Regions from separate parts of the Mus musculus genome. Here regions 1, 2 and 3 are each linked to region 4. A link is a contact called in public ChIA-PET and promoter capture Hi-C data. All regions are on one chromosome and are shown on one strand. The core of a region is the stretch at or near the end of the contact, and the rest is flanking DNA. Distances in the headings are between cores, read along the strand shown. Region 1 holds the start of Anp32e (acidic (leucine-rich) nuclear phosphoprotein 32 family, member E). Region 2 holds the start of 1700040D17Rik (RIKEN cDNA 1700040D17 gene). Region 3 holds the start of Aph1a (aph1 homolog A, gamma secretase subunit). Region 4 holds the start of 4930481B07Rik (a long non-coding RNA gene).

Evidence for each region. Promoter capture Hi-C pulls out the DNA fragments that hold promoters and counts their contacts. ChIA-PET counts read pairs in DNA pulled down with a chosen protein or histone mark.
Region 1: a promoter capture Hi-C map of liver shows a contact between it and region 4, with 6 times the contacts expected there. The contact joins the promoter of Anp32e here to the promoter of 4930481B07Rik in region 4. A contact is called at or near these places in 1 of 39 promoter capture datasets (liver) and 1 of 115 datasets of contacts at active chromatin or transcription factors (astrocytes).
Region 2: a promoter capture Hi-C map of neural stem cells shows a contact between it and region 4. The contact joins the promoter of 1700040D17Rik here to the promoter of 4930481B07Rik in region 4. A contact is called at or near these places in 5 of 39 promoter capture datasets (cranial neural crest, frontonasal cranial neural crest, maxillary cranial neural crest and 2 more) and 1 of 115 datasets of contacts at active chromatin or transcription factors (neural tube).
Region 3: an RNA polymerase II ChIA-PET map of memory CD8 T cells shows a contact between it and region 4, with 17 read pairs. The contact joins the promoter of Aph1a here to the promoter of 4930481B07Rik in region 4. A contact is called at or near these places in 2 of 39 promoter capture datasets (liver and pre-B cells) and 3 of 115 datasets of contacts at active chromatin or transcription factors (bone marrow-derived macrophages, memory CD8 T cells and pancreatic cancer cells).

What each region holds. Positions count from the first base shown.
Region 1 is chr3:95,927,952-95,930,860 of GRCm38.p6, forward strand. It overlaps Anp32e (acidic (leucine-rich) nuclear phosphoprotein 32 family, member E), which reads left to right and starts at 1,306. Exons shown (of 7, transcript NM_023210.4): 1 at 1,306-1,699. The coding sequence starts at 1,646. Gm46815 (a long non-coding RNA gene) reads right to left here and starts at 1,074. Exons shown (of 3, transcript XR_001783926.1): 1 at 789-1,074.
Region 2 is chr3:94,411,388-94,414,399 of GRCm38.p6, forward strand. 1700040D17Rik (RIKEN cDNA 1700040D17 gene) reads right to left here and starts at 1,568. Exons shown (of 2, transcript NR_152121.1): 1 at 1,307-1,568. It overlaps Tdrkh (tudor and KH domain containing protein), which reads left to right and starts at 1,857. Exons shown (of 14, transcript NM_001357711.1): 1 at 1,857-1,975.
Region 3 is chr3:95,892,119-95,895,370 of GRCm38.p6, forward strand. It overlaps Aph1a (aph1 homolog A, gamma secretase subunit), which reads left to right and starts at 1,803. Exons shown (of 6, transcript NM_146104.3): 1 at 1,803-2,165; 2 at 2,703-2,873; 3 at 3,025-3,098. The coding sequence starts at 2,053.
Region 4 is chr3:95,013,903-95,017,063 of GRCm38.p6, forward strand. 4930481B07Rik (a long non-coding RNA gene) reads left to right here and starts at 1,627. Exons shown (of 2, transcript XR_003954670.1): 1 at 1,627-2,375; 2 at 2,739-3,161. It overlaps Zfp687 (zinc finger protein 687), which reads right to left and starts at 1,555. Exons shown (of 9, transcript NM_001357863.1): 1 at 1,418-1,555.

The DNA.
Region 1 (2,909 bases), core at 56-2,555, 910 kb after region 4:
GTTATTGTTATTTTGTGACAGAGGCTGGCCTTGGATTTACTTAGTAGATGACTGTGGATCTGCCCCTCTCTCCCTTCTGAGGGCTATGATTAAAGGAATGTTGGATCTTTCAGGAACATTAAACAGAAAAAAAAAGTTTTGGTTTTGTTTTTAATTTACTTATTTTGTTTTTGCATATCCGTGTGTTTTGCCTGCACGTACGCACACACAATGCATCTGTGCCTGTGGCCTGTGGAGTCCGGAGGATGCCTCTGAATTTCCTGGCATTGTAGTTATGGGTGATTATGAGCCACTATATGGGTGCTAGAAATCGAACCAGGGTGGAACCTCTGCTAGAGGTCATTGCCTCTCCATCCCCTCACACTTAAAAGAACATTTTAAGTAGATTCCTGTAGGAAAGGAGAGGCCTTGCTGGACAGTTTCTGATAATTGTGTTTCTTTAGGCCTGTGTTATTTTTCCTCTAAGGTGTCAATTTTGTTTGTTTGTTTTTCTGTCTTTTGGAAACAGTCTCTCCCCACCCCACCCCCCTTTCTGTGTAATCCTGGAACTCGCTCTGTAGACCAGGTTGGCCTCGAATTCAGAGATCTGCCTGACTCTGCCTTCCAGTGCTGGGATTAAAGGCGTGTGCCACCGCGGCTGGCTCTAATATTCCAACTTTTTAGCAGTGACAAATGACCTCAGTATCAACTCCTCCTGGACAGTTTTATTTAAAGGCTTCTGACTCAACGTGCTAAACTCAACTCTGCTTTCAGAGCCGTTCCCCCCTTTATGTTGGAAGTTAAAATACCTTCTTTATCACGCTCTGGTTCTACAAGCAGTTCGGGACGGGGAGGTGTCACCAACACGCTGTTCGCGCTCGCGCCCCTGCTTACACTTTAGCCGCAGAGCAGAAGGCTTGTGCTTTAAGACCACCGAAAGCTCTGGGTGCAGTGTGTTGCATGACCCACTTACAACTTGGGGATGCCAACGACGCCTTTTCCCTTCCTTTTAACCCTGAAGCCAGAAAAACCCCAAACAAACAAAAACAAACCCAACAGACACCCAAACCGTCCTACTACCAAGGGGAAAGCGCGCCAATCACACAAAGAAAAGGAGGGGGGCGACTGGGATTCAAAATCATTTCTCCGGGACGTACATCCTCCCGAACCTATCGGAATTAACTGCGCGCCTAGTCAGAGCCAATAGACACTGAGTTTCTGGTCCAGGTCCCCCCTAAAGACAAATGGACAACCCTCTAGCCCAATGGAGTCGTGTGACGCTAAGGACTCGACCAATCCCGTTGGGAGGTGGGTGGAGTGTAGGCTAGGGGGGGTTGGCGGTGCCGTGTCATGGAGGCTCAGTCTCGCAGCAGCCATTGAAGGGGAAGGAACTGCGGGCGCGCGCGTGTCTCTCTCCCTCACTCTCTCTGTGTGAAAGTGTGTGCGTGCCCGAGTGTGCGCGCGCGGGTGTGTGGACTCGGAGGTGGGGGCAGCCGAGTTAGTCCCAAGTCGTCGGACTCCATTTGCTATTCTTTTCTTTCTCTCCCACACCCGTGTGGTAGTGGGCGTTCGTCTTTGCGTCTCTTTTCATTCATCTCCAGACCTTTAGAGGTTTTTTTAGGGTTGGGGATAGTGGGGAGGGCAGGCGAGGGGAAAGGAGGAGGACATGGAGATGAAGAAGAAGATTAACATGGAGTTGAAGAACAGAGCCCCGGAGGAGGTGAGATGACTCAGCCCCCATAGTCCCCTCCCGCCCTGGATCGTGAGGGGTGGGCTTCGGGGGTCCGGGTGGGTGCGCAGGGCGGGCTGGGAAGCGCGCCCCCACTTGGGGTGGAGGCGGGGTGTTTATTTTAAGTTTTAAATCACCAGGCTCTTGTGCTTAAAATGGCGAAGGGCTTAAGTTTCTAGGGGCATTTTCGTGAGCGCGCGGGGGCTCAGCCCCATGGCGTCCTCGCAGACTGGTGGCCCGGCATCGCGGGCGCGGGCGGCGTGGGCGCGACCCCCGGGTCCTCGCCACCTGCGAAGTTGGTGTAACTTTCCCGCGGCGCCGCCACTCGGCCGGCCGCGGCCCCGGGTGTGGGACTCGCGCCGATCTGTGCCCCACGCTCCCTCCGACCGTGCCCGCTCGCGGGCAGCACGCGCCGCGGCCGGGGCCGCAGCGGAATCCCGGGACCCGACGGCGCGGGCCGCGATCCGCGTGGCGCGCGGACTTTTACGCAAGCTGGAGGCTTGTGCGAGCCTCGCTGCGCTCAGTGCGGTCGTAGGGAAGAGTCCCGAGTCTTGAAGGGGGCCCGGGAGGCGTCGCCCCGACTCCCCGCCGTCGGATTCCCTAGCGGTTTACGCCAGGTCCGCGGGTCTGGAGATTGGCCGCGGCGGGCGGGGACCAGGCTCGCTGATTCGCGGCCGCGGCGTGAAATCGAGGGACAAGGGGTCCGCGCCGCCGTGGTCCCTTGACGCCCGCTCAAAGGCGGGCATCTGCCGGGCCTCCACAGTTATCATGCAGAGCCAACGGTCCCTGAGCCCTGCTGATTTTCGTGGTTCCTTTGCGGGTTTTGGTGACTGGAGGCGAGAGAGAGGTGGTGGAAACATTGTTGCTGTGAGGGTTATCTCTGGGAGCAATGGAAGTTTTCTAGAGCTTCTTAGAAGATTCTAGAAAAACTCAAAAGTTGAAAGCTGTCAGCAGGACGTGGTGAGTGATATCTGTAATTCTGTATATCTGTAAATCTGTACTTCTCATATCAAGAAATTCCCAGCCCTTGGGAGGGAGGCCGAGGTAGGACGCTGGTTGCAAGTGGGACTCTGTCAAACAAGGCAAAGCAAATCAAAACAAGCAGTTTCTCAGAAGTCTTGTGGAGCAAAAATGGGTCGTCCCCTCCGCCCCATCCTTTCACCTTCAATTTGGAGGATTGCTTGACATGCCTTTTTGCAGT
Region 2 (3,012 bases), core at 318-2,817, 600 kb before region 4:
ATAAATGAAATGAAAATCAAAGTTGCAATAACATGTTAATTTCTATTATTGGGTTGTCCAAAAAAAAAAAATCAGGCTGTGTGACAACATATGGTGTCAGTATGCTATCATACAGGTCCTTTTCATGCATGCCTGGTAGGTGCAAAACTTTTTAAACTTCTGTGGAAGGCAATCTGGCAATACTAAATCAAAGCCTTTTCAAATATTGTTAACTGAATAAAAACTGGAAAAAATGTTTGTGGGAAAATCTTTGCAAAGCTGTGTACATTCAAATGAAATAACAAGGCACAATTCTTTGAGCTAATGTTTGTATTCGTTAAGTAGTTACCATGGGGATAGTCATTTAAAAGCAAAATTAATCTGAGCATGGTGATACATGCCCAGGTGCATCTCTAAGTTTGATTCCAGCCTCATCTACAAAGAGAGACCCTGTCTCAAAACAACAAAACAAAACTGGTCCACCCAAAGAGTTCCAAGCCATCCACGACTATATAGAGATACTGTGTCTTATAAGTAAAAAAAAAAAAAAATTAAAGTGCAAAGTGAAGTATGCTTAAAAGTAAACATGTTAAAAGTTCTGGTTAAATACATCTTCTATATCCCTGTCATATCTTGAGATTTAACTAAGAGTCAGAAAGGTAGTTGCTTTGAAACACTAACATATATAAAAAGGAAGTTATAAAATTATATCTATAGCATGTTTTCAGCTGTGCAAAAATACATTTACGTGTATTTTAAGTGTGGGATGAAAAATTTCCCAAGAAACTGGTTGTACTGGTTGCCTCTGAAGGGACATTTTCTTCAATAACCTTTTGTTACTTGTGAATCTTCTTGAAAGTGCATGTATTATTTACCCAAATATATATTTTGGATGACTAGAAGGCGAGCATGTTTGCAAGCCCAGCTACTCAAGAGCCTAAGGGAACAAAATTTGAGAACAGCCTGGACAACATAGCAACATATAACAGTAGTAGTGGTAATAATAATAATAATAGGAAATTGACCCAAAGACATCTGGGTCAGACACAATGCTAGCTATGTTCACTCAACAAATGTTTAATGAGTATTCATCATGTGCCAGCACAAAACATCTCCTGGAGACTCGGAGCGACTGTGCCCTCGCCTCAAAGTGAAGGTGGTAGCAGGGCCAACCGTTCCTAACGGTTCGGGAACGACCCAGACGGCGGCTGGAATTCAGTTTTTCAAGCAAACCGCTGCCTGCCAAATCCTCCCCCTTCCACAGGTCCACGGCCCCGGGGCAAGGCAGGGGGCCCCTGCTGGCGCGCTCCTCCCATAGCTGCCTTACCCAGGTGGTGGCCACGGTGACTTTCGGTCCACGTGGCGTGTGCAGCGCCCGCCCCCATTTCACTCCTTTAACATAGTTGCTTTCCTGTCCCCTGGCTAAGATGGGGGTAGGGGGTCCATCCAGGCAGAAATTCTTAACAGATAAAGTGGCGCCGCAATCAGGAGGTGGCTTCCCCCAAGGCCGCTGGCCGCGGAATGACTCCGTAGGCCTCGGGACACCCACGAGTGACCCAATCCCCCGACCCTCGGAGCGCCAAAGTCCCTCGCGGCTTAAAGCAGCACAACCTCCTAGAGGAGGACCGAGGACTCCAGAAGCCTCTAATTGGCTGTTTAATTCTCAGCAGGTGCGAGCTCCATTAAAAGCATCGGCTTCCCCGGGCTCTAACTGGCTGTGGACGTGGGCGGGCTTGGATTTTCATCCGGGTAATTGGACTTGAGCGCGCACCAGCCACGTCGCTCACGGCAGTCCGCAGAAGGATTGGCTGCGGCGGAGGAGCGCGATTGGTCAGACTTCAAAGTGAGCGTTGATTGGTGAGGATGCGCTGCGGGGGCGGAACAAGCGGCTGCTGAAAAGCGACCCGCTAGGCGGCTGCGCTGAGGGAGCGACAGGGCGGCGGCGGCGGGGGTGAGGTGCGAGGCGAAGCGCAGAGCGCGCAACTCTGGAGGAGCGGTAAAGGCAGGGCGCGAGAGGGAAGTTTGGGGTGTGGGAGAAGCAGAGCGGTAGGGACCCTGGCAATTGGAAGACCGAAGCGCGGGACTGAGGGTCGGGAGGCGTGGGACACTTGGGGGCTAGGAGTGAGGCCCTCGCGGATCACCGCGTGGGGCAGCTGTGCTGGGAGCTAATAACCAGACTCAGATCAGGGGCTCTGGGCCGGGGAGCTAGGCCCCCAGGATTGATAGGACGTTCACCACAACTCAGCACTCCTAAGCCGGCTCTCTTTGAAACGAGGGACCTTTTATTAATTTGCCTTTTACCTTCCTCAACTTAGTCCAGTGACTGTTTGTAGCTGCAGGGTGTTTTGTTGCAAGGTGTTTTGTTTTCTTTTAGTGGCGGAGCCTGTGACAGTCAGCTGGTTTTGAACTCAAAATCCTCCAGCCCTTGCCTCTGAAGTGGTGGAAGTACAGTACAGGCCAGCACCAGAACGCTCTAGATTGGATTGATTGTCTATCAATCTTCCTTTCTCAAATTTACTTGTAATATCTGGTTAGATTTGCCTGTTGGTTGGTTGGTTGGTTTTTGTTTTTGTTTTTGTTTTTTTAAGGTTTATATATTTTATATATGTGAGTGCATCGCTGCTGTCTTCAGACACACCAGAAGAGGGCGTCAGATCCCATTACAGATGGTTGTGAGCCACCATGTGGTTGCTGGGAGTTGAACTCAGAACCTCTGGTAGAGCAGTCAGTGCTCTTAACCGCTTAGCCATCTCTCCAGCTGATTGGTTGGTTTTTGAGACATCTCTTGTAGTTAACCCAGACTGGTCAAGAACTTGTCCTGTAGCCATCCTTAAACTGCTGATCCTTCTACCTCCACCTTTCAGGTACTGGTATTTGGGAGATTGGACACCTGGCTTCCTTACCATCACCACTCCCAAACAGGATTTCATGTCACCCACAGTGGCCTTGTACTTGTTATGAATGAATTTAGGCTCTAGTTCTTTCTGTCTCCACCTCCTCTCTGTTGGGGTTATATGCATGTGTTGTCACACC
Region 3 (3,252 bases), core at 553-3,052, 880 kb after region 4:
TTAACCCCCTTGTTGGATGCTAACTTGTTATTCCTGGAGAGCCCCTAGCCCTGGATTAGGTCCGCTCAGGACTCCCACTGCTGGGACCAAAGTTCACCCTCTCCTCTCCCCTCCTATGCTTCCTCCCTCTCAATGCTCCCCAAAATCCACCTTCCTTCTTGCAGGCCTTAAGTTACCATTGCTGTGCAGGGTTGCTCTCCACTCTGAGGGAAACATGATCTTTTTTATCATGTTTATCAGCCCCCGCCGGCTGTGCATCCCCTCCCCTCCCCATCCCCTCCCCTGCCAGCTGTGCATCCTTCCTATAACAACTGTACTCCCTATATCCATTGTTCTTGCATTTGTCTATTTTCCCTGGGCTCCTTCCCTTTCTCCAGCCCCTGCTCTTCTCCACTCCCTCACAGGTAGCCCTGGCTATGTCCTTGCACCACATGGTGGATCACAATCATCTGTAGCCGCAGTCCCGAGGGTTCTGATGTGCTCATCTGGCCTCCAAGAGCACCGAGCACATACATGTTGCACAGATATACATGACACAACCCCCTCCCACACACATAAAAATAGCTATTAGAACAAAAGAAAAGCTCCACAAGCCTCACATACCTAGTAAATACTTGCTAAGCATCTAAAATGAGTCCTTGAACACCGTGCAAGTGGCTGTGGGCTCATCATGCACAGATTGTTCCCCACAGCTGCTAACAGCTCACAGAGAAGAGTGGCCCAGACTCAGCCTGTTGAACACACATGGAATCCTGAACACTGGCCAAGATGTTCCCATCCTCCTAACCTTGGGGAACAATGTGTCTAGTGACCGCCAGACCCCCCCAACCCTCCACCCCCCCTACCCTCCCATCCCCCCCACCCCCCCACCTCCACTGATTCCCCTCCTAGTGACTTTTTGCAAAAACCTCCAGGAAGCCCGGTAATCTTTTAAATTTTTCTGTAGTTTGTTGTTGCTTTGTATGTACCCTCAAAAAACGATTTTTCTCATATATGATCAAAATGCTCAGATCCCATCATAGGATTCCTCTGTTCTGCAGACTCCTAAGGACCAACCCGTCCTCATACAAATGATGATTCCTGATAATATGAAATCTCTCTCCCCAGCCTGAGGAAAAGACACCACTCAAGTTTATTTTCCAGACTATAAATAAAGGAAGTATGACATCAAAGGAACCAAGCAGCTCGGCGTGGGGCGGGGGTGGAGGGGATGGGTGTAATTTCCTCTCAGTCCCATTGCTCTAGTTGCTTTGTGACTCCACGATTCCTTCCAAACATTTTCCTAATATTTCTCTCCCGGCTCCTCCTGCTTTTCTCATTCTGTCATTACAGAATACAAGTGGAGGCTTCATTTAAGACGTAATTCCTATACCAGGCTGCCCAAAGAGTTCCAACTTTTAAGCCTAACTTTGATCCCTCAGGATGCTTCTCTGGGTCATTTCCTCTAATTCAACTTAAGAACAATGTCCGTCCCTATCTTCCCACAACCTCTATCCTGTGCTCTTTTTTATTTGTCTCTAGAGTCAAACAGGATCTTCCTCCGACAAAGCTCCTCTAGTAATAGGTAGGGTGGCTATCACCCTTCTCTACCGAAAGAAAGGAAACCGTGGCCAAGGCGCCAGCGAACCCAGGAATCATTGTTCTGATTGGGCCCAGACTCCAGCCTACTCTTCTGAAGCCACTCCCAGCACCAAGAGGAGGGCTCTGAGGATGAGAGACTACAACTCCCAGAAGGCCATGCCGCCATGACCCCGCCTCTGCAGTTCCGCCCCACCAAGTATTCATTGGCCTTCCGGGGGTGGGAATTAGATGGGAGGTGGCCATGGGGCAGCGACCGGGGGTTGTTCCCTCTTCGGCTTCCGTAGACGAGGTCGGGCGGACCTTCGTCCGGGGTTTCGGCACCCCCCCTTCCCCTTCCCCGGGGTCCGGGGGTGACATTGCACCGCGCCCCTCCTGGGGTTGCGTCCTCGCCCCACGCGGACTCCCCCTCGGCGCGCAGCTCCCTTTCGCCTTCCTTGGCCGGGGTTCCCTCCCTTCCCCAGCTGCCCAGTCATGGGGGCTGCTGTGTTTTTCGGATGCACCTTCGTCGCGTTCGGCCCAGCCTTCTCCCTTTTCCTGATCACTGTAGCTGGAGACCCACTTCGGGTTATCATCCTGGTGGCGGGGTGAGTGTCGAGTGGTGGAGACGGGGCCGAACGTAGAGAAAAAGGTGCAGAAAGGGCTGGAGGAACTGGAGCAGGCTTGGGAGCCTGAGTTGGGGGGCAGAAGTCGGAAAAGGTTGGACACAGGGTCAAATCGTGATCTAGGAGAATTTCCCGCAGTCGGCTTCCGCCTTCCAGGGATTTCACAGATTCTTCCTGTAGTCCTCCCGGCAACGTCAGAGAAGGCCCAAGGCCAAGATTAATGAGGGGGCTGTGCTGACCTCGGCCAGCCAAGGATCTTGGAATGGATACCTAGTCTGTCCGTTCATGCCCACACACTTTGACTCTAATGAAGACTCTAACCAGATCTCTACCCTTTCTGCTGCTTTCAGATTCTTACAAATGAGTCTGTTGGTGGAGACACTTATCTGGTCCCTGTCTCCCTTACCATCCGGAAGTCTAACTTCCACTTTTCATACATTCCATCCTTGGCTGGCTCCCTCCTTGATTTTTCCATCTGCTCCTGTCTTTGCCTCTCTCATTGCCCTTGTGTTTTCTCAGAGCCTTTTTCTGGCTGGTCTCCCTGCTCTTGGCTTCTGTGGTCTGGTTCATCTTGGTCCATGTGACAGACCGATCAGATGCACGGCTCCAGTATGGCCTCCTGATTTTTGGTGCTGCTGTCTCTGTCCTTCTACAGGAAGTGTTCCGTTTTGCTTACTACAAGCTCCTTAAGTAAGGACAAGGGGGGCTCTGGAAGGGAGGGGGGACAGTGGTGTGCATGGCGGGAAGTGGGCCAGCCCTGCGATGGTGGTTGGAGTAAGGGTCGTTAAAGGGAGGGTATTGGAGGGGAAGGAACATCCCTGCCCTTCCTTCTGTTTCCCAGGAAGGCAGATGAGGGCTTAGCATCACTGAGTGAGGACGGAAGATCACCCATCTCCATCCGACAGATGGCCTATGGTGAGCCAAGGGAGAGGGACCAGAGGAGGGAGTTGGACACCCCATCCTCTCTTTCTGGGTAATCTAAACAGCCACGTATGCTAAAGTGTTTTTCTTCATACTTGACTTCCAAGGAGAGGCGGTCTGGAGGGAGAGTAGGTATGGTAGACTTTTC
Region 4 (3,161 bases), core at 377-2,876:
GTGGGGGTGGGGGACAAGGGTACCAACTAGAGGAAGAAAGGGTAGTCCTCCTTGTACATTACCCCTCTATTTAATTCTGCACATTCTGGGTTTGAACAAAGCCCTTAGTTTTAACCCAGATGAATCGCTAGGTCCCTCTTCAATTCAGCTCTCCCGGGTCGGGAAGCCTGGGCTACCTTCCCACTCAAGCTCCCAGCAGGGTGGGTCGGTGGAGTACAAACCAATGGGGACTAAGAAAACACCTGCGAACCTACCTCTCCCAACCACCTCCCTCTGGCGTGCAAGTGACTTGGAGGTCATCCGATAGCCACCTGGAGCAGACAGTGGGCCAAACACAGAGGCTTAAGGCCAATGAAGATCCTCCACTCAGCCGCCAGGCCTGTGGAGCTGCCATCTCCCTACCTACTTTCCCCCTCTGTTCTTCAAAAGCAAAGGGGGCTTAACAAGAAAAGGGTGAACAGACACCGGTAGGGTGGGGGCTCCATTGCCCTTTGCCCAAGGCCTACAGCGCAGAGCAAAAGGAAGGGGCCAGAGCACGGCCAGGGGCGATTAGGTTGCGGCCAAGCTGGGCAGCGGGCGGCATTTAAGTCCCTGCCATCTGCCAGGGACTGGCGCGGAAAGTAAGTCCGGGGTTTCGGGTAGGGGACAAGAAGTACATTTAAAAACTAAAGGGTAAACTGAGGCGAGTGGTGCTTCTTTCACTTTCACCGGCTAAGAACTCAAGGGAGGGCCTCGGTGAGGCCAGGCCCTTAGGATCTGCGGCGCTGCACATTGGGGGCCAGGACTCCCCGGCAGTGGGGAGTGGCGCGAGGGGAGTGGAGACACAAGAGGGGGCGGTCCCTGCGTGATTCTAAGCTCTGCAGCCAGGTCAGTCCAGACTCGAACCTGGTCCCCTTCATCTCTGCGCGCCGGGCAGCTTGCCCTGTCTCTGACCCCCAGAGGCTCTCCCCAGACCCGAGTGACTGCAAGGAGCTCGCCAGGATCGAGGCGCTAGCCTGAGTCCTGCCTGGGTCCGGACGCTGACCAGCACCCGGTCGGGATGCAGGCTCCTCTCCTGCTGGGCCCAATTCCCCCGCCCCCACCGCCCGGCACGGACACCATTTTAGGTCGCGACATCCCGCAGCCTCGAGTCCCCCGGCCGCACTCTGACTGCCTCTCAGTCTAAGAGCGCCAGGACTTAGGGGTCCAGGAACCCCCTCCCACGTTACCAGGCTAGGGGGCCGTGCTTCCAGCAAACTGGAGTTCCCACCGGTGGTCCTCGAAGAAGAAGGCGGCGACCCGGCCAGGCCAGCAGCCGCCCCAGGGGGCGGCGGCACGGAGAAGGGGGTAGTTGACCAAGTGGGGGAGGGGCAGGGGTATTTACCCGCCCCCCCGGGGGGCGGAGCCAGGGGCGGGTATTTGCCGCGAGCGTGCTTACTTGTTCCGATCCTGGTGCGGGCTGAGACCCTACGGCCTCCTCCCGGTTCCAGCCGCCACCGCCGCTACCGCCGCCGCCGCCCTCCCCGCGGCCGCCGCTACTTCCTGCTTCTCTCCGCTTCGGCCTCCCCTCTCCCTCAGCTCCCTCCGTGCTCCTAGTCCGGGCTGCCCGCTTTCATACTCGCCATTGGCTAATGGACCTGTCATTCAACTGTGAGCCCCACCCAGTCCCGTATGGGATTGGCCCTCCATACCCCGCTCGGAACTGGCCCCTCATAGTCTTCTCATCACTATTGGACAAAGGGCCTGGGCCCTGTGGAGAAGGTTCTCCCCATTGGCTGCTCCGGAGTCCACCTGCCCTGTCTGAGCAGCCCGAAAGCCATTGGCCGCCGCCGCTGTCGCTTAGCAAGAAGCCAGCCTTAGTCTTCGCTTTGGGTTGCGAGGGGTGACTAGCTAGCTCAGAAGCGTAGCCATCCTCTCTCCATTGGTCGCTCGAAGCTGGACACTGTGCCTCACATCTACAAACTTAGGAACTCTAGCTGTATGGCGGCGCGTCTAGGGGAACCTCGTCGGCTCCGTGTGGAACCTGGGTGTTTTAAGTGTTCGTGCCGTTTCCTCAGGCTAAGCCGCGCTCGAACGGATGCGGTGCTGGGGGTCACAAAATGAGGTGCCACCCCCAAACATTACGTCATCGGGGTGACCATTGCCTGGGGTTCCTCGCAGTCTAAACTGCTTTATAATCCGGATGGATGCGGTTCTGGCGTCCGCCTGCCTCTGGGCGTACGCACCACGCACGGCCCCTCCCTCTGCGGGAGAGCTGGACAGACTTTGGGATTCCGAGTGTAAAAGAAACCGGAACCACCGAGACCTGAGACCTGGGACACGCTGCGACCGGAAGTGGGGGAGGTGACGTTGGGAAGTGCTGGCGTGGCCTGGGCCACAACCAAGGAGAGCTTAAGGTAGTATGCTGATAGGCTTCTTACGCGAGAGAAGGAGGGAGCCCAGATCTATTTCCCATTTAAGAGAGCTCCCTTTTCTCCGCCCCTGACGGGAGCTGGCATTACTGTTCCCGTTGAGCTTTCCCGCGCTTTGCTGCCCCGCCCCTTGGAGGTGGGAAAAGGGGCGGAGTCGCCAGGGAGACGAATTGCCTTGACACTCACCCACCTGCGCTGGCTCAGGTTTTTGCTGGATCCATCTGCAGGCCCAGTGTGCCACCTGGCGCGCTCTCTACCCTGGCCCCGCGCCGCCGCCGCCCACCGCGACCGCAGCCGTTTCAAATGACAAGGGTTTTTAAATTTCTGTTTTATTTTCACTTTTTGCAGTGTTCGGAGTGGAACCTAGTGCTTCACCCAGTCCAAGCAAGCAGCCCACCGACATAGCAGCTTGGCGAGTGTTTTTGTTTTGTTTTGGCGATACTGATTATTGGACGTTGGGAGTCGCACACGCTTGGCAGGTGCACTCGTAACACTGAAGCTACTCTATACCCTATCACTTTTTGGGACAGGGTTTCCACTAAGTTGTCCTGCCTGCCTAGTAACTAGGGCTACACTGTTGCGCCATCAGGCCCAGGTTTGGGTAAAGCTTTTAAAAGAAGGCTCTGTTACCTCCCCTTGGACTCCCATAGCAGTGGATCCAAAAAATTCAGGCTTATGTATGGGAGGAATCTTGGAACCACTACATTCCACATGATGACATCAGACAAATCGTTCTACCTCCCTAAACCTATTGTCTCATGAATAAAATGG